3 separate regions of the Triticum aestivum genome follow, and all the other regions are linked to region 2. The links are chromatin contacts, called in public Hi-C maps. All regions are on one chromosome and are shown on one strand. The core of a region is the stretch at or near the end of the contact, and the rest is flanking DNA. Distances in the headings are between cores, read along the strand shown.

Evidence for each region. Hi-C and Micro-C count contacts between places; a contact is called where the count stands out from the background.
Region 1: a Hi-C map of leaf shows a contact between it and region 2, with 9 times the contacts expected there. The contact joins the promoter of LOC123188260 here to the promoter of LOC543045 in region 2. A contact is called at or near these places in 4 of 5 Hi-C or Micro-C datasets (leaf and an unstated tissue) and 1 of 1 datasets of contacts at active chromatin or transcription factors (leaf).
Region 3: a Hi-C map of leaf shows a contact between it and region 2, with 9 times the contacts expected there. The contact joins the promoter of LOC123188262 here to the promoter of LOC543045 in region 2. A contact is called at or near these places in 2 of 5 Hi-C or Micro-C datasets (both in leaf).

Annotation. Positions count from the first base shown.
Region 1 is chr2A:186,624,942-186,627,641 of IWGSC CS RefSeq v2.1, forward strand. LOC123188260 reads right to left here and starts at 1,254. Exons shown (of 3, transcript XM_044600309.1): 1 at 1,015-1,254; 2 at 855-918. The coding sequence starts at 1,123.
Region 2 is chr2A:186,753,507-186,756,505 of IWGSC CS RefSeq v2.1, forward strand. LOC543045 (myosin-3) reads left to right here and starts at 1,680. Exons shown (of 24, transcript XM_044600310.1): 1 at 1,680-2,999. The coding sequence starts at 2,445.
Region 3 is chr2A:186,897,964-186,900,663 of IWGSC CS RefSeq v2.1, forward strand. LOC123188262 (chlorophyll a-b binding protein of LHCII type III, chloroplastic) reads right to left here and starts at 1,387. Exons shown (of 2, transcript XM_044600311.1): 1 at 1,106-1,387; 2 at 220-1,006. The coding sequence starts at 1,240. The coding sequence ends at 335.

The DNA.
Region 1 (2,700 bases), core at 4-2,503, 130 kb before region 2:
AAAAAATGCTCAATTCAAGTAAGGTACTCCCTCCGTACCAAAATATAAGACGTTTTGCAGTTTAAATTGAACTGCAAAAACGTCTTATATTTTGATACAGAGGTAGTAGAATACAATTTTCAGACAAACCATCCTAGTTAGCCAGAGCAACAACATTAGTGGAGTGCATAGTAGATAAAACATGTGTTGAAACATCTGAAACTATCTATCGCCAACTCGATTACACATACAAATGAGAGGTAATGCTCGACAATGTCTTCAAAGTAGCACATGTTTTACATTATTCTAATCAATCATGCCCTCGATGCTGCGGTGCCGAACAAAATCAATGATTAAGCAGAGTGGTAGTGCAGGCTTTCAACTATTGGTAGCATGCAGCGCTGCGAGGAGTGGCTAGGGTGTTCGCGTTATTTGTTATGCTATAACATTGCTCGATCTATGGTCCAGCATGGACCTTTTGATCTCGGCACTAGCAGCTCAACTTCTGCAAGCTATTTTCCTCCTTCCCTCAATGAAAAAGAAGGTGCAATCGCTTGCTTGCGCCTGCTCTACAAAAAAAGTGTGCCCTCATGCATAAACACGAAACGCTGTATGAATCATCCAATAAACTTCATGCAGTGTTCTTCGTAATGGTAATGTCAAACTAATCAGTCTGTGTTCAGCTCATCCGACATATTACATGTTACTGATGTTACTCAAATTCCCCAATTTAAACTGCCCCCAAGTCAGTTTTTTTTTTTGGACCGGAGCCCCCAAGTCAGTGAACTCATAAAGATTGACCTCGACCCTGAGGAATTGATTCCAACAAATAAATAGTGGGAATAAAAAGTAATCAGCGTAATCCTTTTGCTCACCTGTTGATCGAACTGAGGGCAGCCGATGAAGAGGACGGCTGCTTCCCCTCGGACGTATCCATCGCTGCGAAAGGGGAAAAACACGGAACAAATCAGGGTCAAGGGAAGTGGAAAACCAACAAATCGATGAAGAAAGACAAAGGCTCAAAAGAAAAACTACGTTGTGGGGCTTCTGCTGCGGTGGACGCAGCGGGCGCGCCCTCGGAGGCGTCCATGGCGGCGGCGCCGGCGCCATTCTTGGCCTTGTTCTTGTTGCGGCCCTTGGCCATGGCTGCGCGCGCGCCCTTCTCCTCGTCCTAGGGTTTCCCCGGGCGCTTTGGTCGGCTCGGTTGTGTCTCTCTCCGCCGCCGTCTCGGCAGGGGCGGAAGTTGTATCTTTGCGATTGCGACGAAAGAAAGCGGGCCTGGTGAGGCCTGGTAGCTAGGCCCATGAGTTTTGGAAGGACGGCTAGCAAACCTCACGGGCCCATGACACGTCTCTCTCGACTGAGCCCAAATTGCCTCAAAACAAAACTGAGCCCAAATATCTACTCCCGTGCCTCCACTTCGCAGGTCCCCTCAAAAAATAAAAACTTCGCAGGTGTCGAGTCAGGACTCAGGAGTCGGGACCCCGGGATGGATCACGAAGCGGAAGATGATACCGTAACAGTTTAGGCCTCGTTTGGTTCATAAAAATTCGAGAGGATAGGATTCGAGAGGATAGGATTCTTATAGGATTTTTTCCTTTAGAGCCCCTTTGATTCATAGGAATGGATTCCTATTCCTACATAGAATTGGTTCCTATCCTCCACATTTTATAGGAAAATAAAAATGAGCCTAGACTTAATGAAAAAATTCTTTTGGTGTCAACTAAATGATATCTTGTTTTCTATTCCTACTCATAAAATTTGGGATACATGTCATCTCATTTCCTATAAGATTCCTATTCCTACGATAATTCTATCCTATGAACCAAAAGAGGCCTAGTGACTGTAGCAAACACATGACTAGATGTTTCGTTGATAGAGTACTACTGTACAGCACTACTCCTTCCGTCCCATAATATAAGAACGTTTTTGACACTACGACTACACTAGTGTCAAAAACATTCTTATATTATGAGACGAAGGGAATAGTACTTTTCTGTAGCAGTTCATCTCACACGTTGCTGTCTTAATTGATTGATCAGGCGAGGAAAAAAGGCAGGCTATTGTGCTCCTCTGCCTTTTTTGCCGTGACAGGCACGTAAATTAGTAGTCCTCAACGAGTTAATACTACCAGCACGCAGCAACTGAATATCTTTCCCTGCCACAAGTACACATCAAAGCTTACACGAATCGACCGGAAACATCTTGAACGAGCGATTTACTACTGGTCCTACTCCTACACCGTCACTTTCCTGGGGGGGGATGGCACTCCATTTTTCTGGACGCGATGATCCGCGGGCCAGGGGCATGCACGGCACCATAGACAGAGAACGACGGCTCAAACCCCAGGCTCCAAACGCCTGGGGCCAAACATGCCGGCCACGCTGCCGCCACGTCGTCGGCCCAACCAAAGTCACAGCAAACCAAAAGAAACGGTTTCCTGACCTGAATTTTTCAGCGGTCCAAAGGACGGCACTGCTACGTAGCAGCATCCCTGCGTGCGTCGCCAGGAAGAGGAAAACCTGACCACGTCAATGAACCCAGGCCACATCCCGATCAGCCCTTCGCCACCACCACCGGCTGCCTCGCCTCGACGGGAACGGCAGGCGAGGACACGGCGCAGACACTTGGAGCCACCCAGTTCGCGCAGCCTTTCAGATAACACTACATTTTTTCAGTGCCGTTCGGGTAACAGCCATAATAACTGCCACTCTGCTCTTC
Region 2 (2,999 bases), core at 430-2,929:
GGAATTTCACGTTACTTTTTTTTAGCATCAGTACAGACACAAGCGCTCATATACACGCACATACACTCACCCCTATGAACGCACACACGCACACCTTACCTCTATGAGCACCTCCGAGAGACTGAGCCGGCATATCATCTTGAGATTTACGAAGTCACCGTAGGCGCCTCGTCGTCAACGGAAACGTCTCCTCCCACTAAAAGCGCATCGCCGGAAATCCTGAAATAAATTCAGAAATAATGCGAGCACCAGGATTTAAACCCTGATAGGTTGGGGATATCACTGTTCACCTAACCAACTCAATCACAGGAATTTCACGTTACTGCAGGGATGGGATGTTTGGGGGTCGTCCTGCCGCCCCTACGTTTGGTGGCCATAAAAGCCCAGATAAGCTTCCGGATAACTAACGAGGAACTCGCGACTTTGCAGTGTGATCAAGTCCTCCCATCGATCTGTTTCCTTTTCGCGTTGCAGGTAAAAACGTACGTACGTACGCAGTACTTGCGATCTCGCCCTGTAAATGTTGGACTTGTGATGTGACGAAGAAGGCGTCCTTGGATGGCCATAGAATTTCGTTGCAAACGACCGGCGCTCGTGCCTCGATTAATATCGCCGCCGGACGGACGGGCCACAGGACATTCTCTGTCAAATAAACTCAGGATCAAGTACTCGCACCTACTAGTATTTTTTCTCTCTCTCTTCTAGTAGCACAGTTTTCTCTTAGCAATTGAACAGTTCCTAGTTTTCTTAAAAATCGTACTAGTATACACGACGGCTCAAACAATTCACGGGCACTTTTACTTATCTTGGGTCCAAATACTTGCACAGGGCTAGTGCAGCCCCACATTGTCCCGGTTGAAGCGTATTTGGCCCTTTTTACTCGAGTGCGGTTCGACGAAATCGTTGCTTTCAGTAAAGAAAACGAATCTTCATGGATCTCGAAGCAAATGAGTGAGCTGAGGCGACGATCGACAACAAACCTTAAGGCCTAGCCACTTATTATTATTGTTATCCATAGACTACACCAGTAAGCGCACCCACCTAGGTTCATGGAAACGCGAGAGCCCGATAGAAAATGTATCCGCTTATTGTAATGCACGACCTCCTATTGACCATAACGCAATCAATTTTTTTATGATAAAAGAATGCTGCCTTGATTCTTTCCATGGAACATACAATACTACACAAACACCACAACTAAATGCTTCAATAAAAAACCTGGAGTATAAACAAAGAAGGCCGGCCAAATGGAAGCTACTTATCCATTTATTGATTTCTTGCATTTTAATGAACACGAAAAAAATCGGAAACAATTAAATGGGGACTTCTTTATCATAGTATTTGTATTTTAATGAGAACACAAAAGAAGTCGTCAACACAGGAATGGAAACAAGCAGTCAGACCTGTGTTGGTGGTGCGAGACCACTAATCTGCAGGGGCAGTTGGGTAACTTCGCCACCCCGAACTGAAGTCGTGGAGCGGAGGGCGCAGCCGCCCGCATCCAACGGTCCAAACCGGAGCCTCCAATCCACAGACAGCTCACGCGCACCCCGCCTCTCCGTCCCCGCAGTATCCACGAGAGTGCCAGCGTCCGGCCGGCGCAGTCCGGCGCTGCCCGCAGGGGCACATCAGTAATTCGCTTTTCTCCGCTCTAAATATTTTCGCCGGCGGCCTAAGTAACGGATCAAGAGCAAAGGGGAAAAAGACACGAGAGGCATGGTAGAGGCAGGGGACGGAGGTTTGAAATTGTGAGGGAGAAGCGAAACAAAAGCCCCGAGGGGAGCGGGGGGAGAGAGGGAGATAGCGAGAGAGCGGAGTAATTGCGTTTTTTGTTGGGGTTTTCCTCCTGATTCGGGAGTGGGAGGAGAGTGGGGGGAGAAATCATCCTGTCTCTCCGGTGCTGCTCGCTTTTGATGCGTTTCTTGGCCGATTTCTGCTGCCGCTGCCGCTGCTAGTGCCTTGATTCGGAGCAGGCTTTGCTTTGGTTTCGGGTTTTTTCGCCTTTCCTTTCGCCAGAGGTCGCCGGCTTTTGCCGCTGCCCAGGCTTCTTGGCCGCGTCGTCCCCTCCTCCCTTGAAAAATCGCGGGGAGTCTGGGTTCTTTTCCACCCCCCGTCCCTCGGTGCGGCACCGCCAAAATCTGTCCTTGGCGCCTGAGATTGGCGCTGTTTTCGGGGCAGGGAGCGTGAGATTTCGAGAGTTTTCTTGGGGGGATTTCGAGGTCTCCTGGTGCCTGGTCGCGTAATTCGGGGTTTGGGTGGGTGTCGCTTTCGGGCCCTTCCCGAGCCAGGGGGGTTCATGCGCCTGGAGTTGGCGCTGATTTGATGAGAAATGGAGAAGTCCCTGGCCTCCACGGCGCTCTGCTGTAAGATTTGGCGTATTGCCGTGTGAGCCCTTGCGTGCGCTCACTGGTTTGGTCCGGTGGCCTGTTGATTTCTCGGCGGTGATGCTCTCTGCAGCCGCCGTGATGGCGCCAGTCCCGGCCGCTCCCAAGAGCTCCCTCGAGGCCTTGCTCGAGACCATAAAGAAGCGCGACGAGCGGCCCAAGGATGAGCCGCCGGCATTGCCGGCCCGCCCGACGTGCCGTGGCCGGCTGCCCAGGGCAAGACGGTCGCCGACGCCTCCTAGGGTTCATCTTGAGGATGGAGTGGCAGAGGGTGCTGCAGCGGATACTGACGAGAAGCCGGAAGCTGTAGCGGATACTGACAAGAAGCCGGAAGCTGTGAATGAGAATAAGCCAGAGATGGAGAAGGAGAATACGCCAGAGGTCAAGAAGGAGATTGGTGGGCAGGAGGCCAAGGAGGGGAAGGCTGTAAATGGTCGCATCTTTGGGGCCAAGAGAAAGCTATGCAGTGTGGAACCAGTGGACGAGTCTCCATATGTTGAGAATCTCCACGAGGAGAGGAAGGATGCAACGGCCTGTAAGGAGCCCCCCTCTCCTTATTTTTCCTCAGCAAGAGCAAAGAGAAATGGGAAGCCAGTGTTTACTGATTCCATGGAC
Region 3 (2,700 bases), core at 137-2,636, 140 kb after region 2:
ATTCTGTGGCCTTTGGGTCTAGCAATAGGATTAGTGATGCATGTGTGTGACATTTAATCCTTCGTGCAGTTGGGAAGAACCCCTGATGTTGTTACTTTTGGTACAAGCTTCACATCATAGTTAGTCTAATCAGTTACGCCACCATCTTCCCTTGACAAAATGTAACCACCAAAAACGAGCTAAGCACATCGCAACATATAAGCGACACACATCAGAAAGTGAACCAAAAAATCCTCCAAATTTCGAGATCACATCGACCATTCGTTGCTATTTGCACACACATGGGAGTAGTTTACACTTTACAATGGCATGCCACCATGGCGCGTCGGCCAGCCTAAGATCCAGGCGCAAACTTGGTAGCGAAAACCCATGCATTGTTGGCGACAGGGTCGTCGAGGTGGTCGAACAGGTTCTCCAATGGGCCCTTACCGGTGACGATAGCTTGGACGAAGAACCCAAACATAGAGAACATGGCGAGACGGCCATTCTTGATCTCCTTCACCTTAAGCTCAGCGAAGGTGACAGGGTCGTCGGCAAGGCCGAGCGGGTCGAAGTACTGGCCGCCGGGGTAGAGGTCGTTGCCCTCGCCGACGCCATCGAGACCGTTGATGCGGAACCCTTCAACGAGACCCATGAGAAGGACCTGGAAGCCGAGCACGGCAAGGATGCTCTGCGCGTGGACGAGGTTGGGGTTCCCAAGGTAATCGAGGCCACCCTCGGAGAAGATCTGCGAGCCGGCCTTGAACCAGACGGGCTCCTTGAACTCGACGCCCACCCACTTCTGGAGCACCTCGGGGAAGACGCACCCAAGAGCGCCAAGCATCGCCCACCGCCCGTGGATCACCTCCAGCGCCCTGTTCCTCGCGAACGCCTCCGGGTCGGCAGAAAGCCCGGCGGTGTCCCAGCCGTAGTCGCCGGGGAACTCGCCGTTCAGGTACGACGGCGTCTGCGCGGAGAAGGGGCCCAGGTACTTGACGCGGTCCGGGCCGTACCACAAGTCGTTGCCCTGCGAGCGAGCGCGCACACCAGACAATCGTTAGCTCTTAGCACGCGCACATACTAGCATTGCAGACGAGTTCCGTGGTGGTTAGTTCATGGCACGTACCATGGTGATTCTGCCGTTGGCCGCGGCGGCGATGTCGCGGAGGGGGGTGGCGCTGGCGGCGCGGCCCTGGCCGCTGAGGAACGGGGTCTTGGCCACAACGGCGCGGGAGGCGGCGGCCATGATCGTGGATGCCATGTGTGCTGCTCCGGGGTCCGTACGGTGGCCTAGCCGGCTGTTGCTGCTGGGTGCTTCTCAGTGAGTGGTGGGAATTAGAGAGGGGCGACGTGTAAGTATTTGTAGCACAAGTTTTTGTGGAGACGTGGGGGTGGTGGAGGATTTCTGGATTTTTTTTTTGAAAGCAGGATTTCTGGATTTGGTTTGGACCAATCAGGGAGCTGCATTGGATCGGTGGAGGCGTGGTGCTGCCACCTCGGATCGTCGGATGGGTTCCTATCCCAAGGTTATCTATCTCAGCGCCGAGGCATTTTCTCGGTGCGCCTATAGAGTGACCCCGATGGTAGTCTGGTACATTGCCTGCAGCGGCGCAGAAACGGCCGGACCACCAACCAGACTAGGCCACATGTTTACCTTGAGGTCTGCCTTTTTTTCCAAAAAATTCCTCTTCTATTTGTTTCTTTTTTATTTTATTTATATTTTGAAATATATTCTGCATATATATACACTTAATAATTACATTTTTTTTCTATAAGTGTCATCACACATTTAAAAAATGTTAACACAAGGTAAAAAATTCGTTCGCACAATGTTTTTGAAAATGTTATTACTATTAATAAAAACATATTCGTCACTATTACAAATGTTCACACAATTCAAAAATTGTTTGTGATTTTTTCTAAATGCAAATATACAATGTAAAAAAAAGTTCGCATAATTCAATAAAATGTTTTGTACCATTCAAAACACAGGTTAGTGAGATTTTAGAAACATGCTTGCCGTTTTCAAAAATATATTCATAATTTTTTTAAATGGTTATACAACATAAAAAATGTTTCATGCAATTAAAAACATGGCCAATATAAAAAATCTCTTACGTAATGAGAGGATCTGGCTCGGCTACTCTAAAGCTTAGCTCGAGTGTTGTGAACAGTCTGGTACTCTTGGGCCTCTTTTTTTAATAAAATAAGGTGGGGGAAACCCTTTTTGGTAAAAAAAACATGTTCAACGTGCATTTAAAATTGTTCAACCTCTATTATATTTTTCGAATCATGTACTTAAGAAACTATAGATCATGTATATGAAAAATGTTCAATGTGTATCAAAACAATTCCTCCTGAATAAAAAATGTACAACATGTATTAAAAAGTAGACATGTGTTAAGAAACACAAAAAAGAGAAAAACACATAAAACCAAACAAAATAAAAGCATAGAAAACTGAAAACATGCAAAAGATTCCTAAAACCACTACGCTCTCCCTCTATTTGGGTCGGGACCGGCTAACGCCAGAGGCGATGGTACAATCGGTGTCGCAGTAGGGTATGCATAGCATTGGCATCATTTTTTCCTCTGACTATCCATACCGGCAATGTTGGGCCGGACTGCATCTTGAAGCCCGATATTCATTCAACCTATACTATAGTCTGTGTCCCGAGGGCTCCTGTTCCGTGCTTTCGGCGCCGCGGGAGCCAACCGGCGC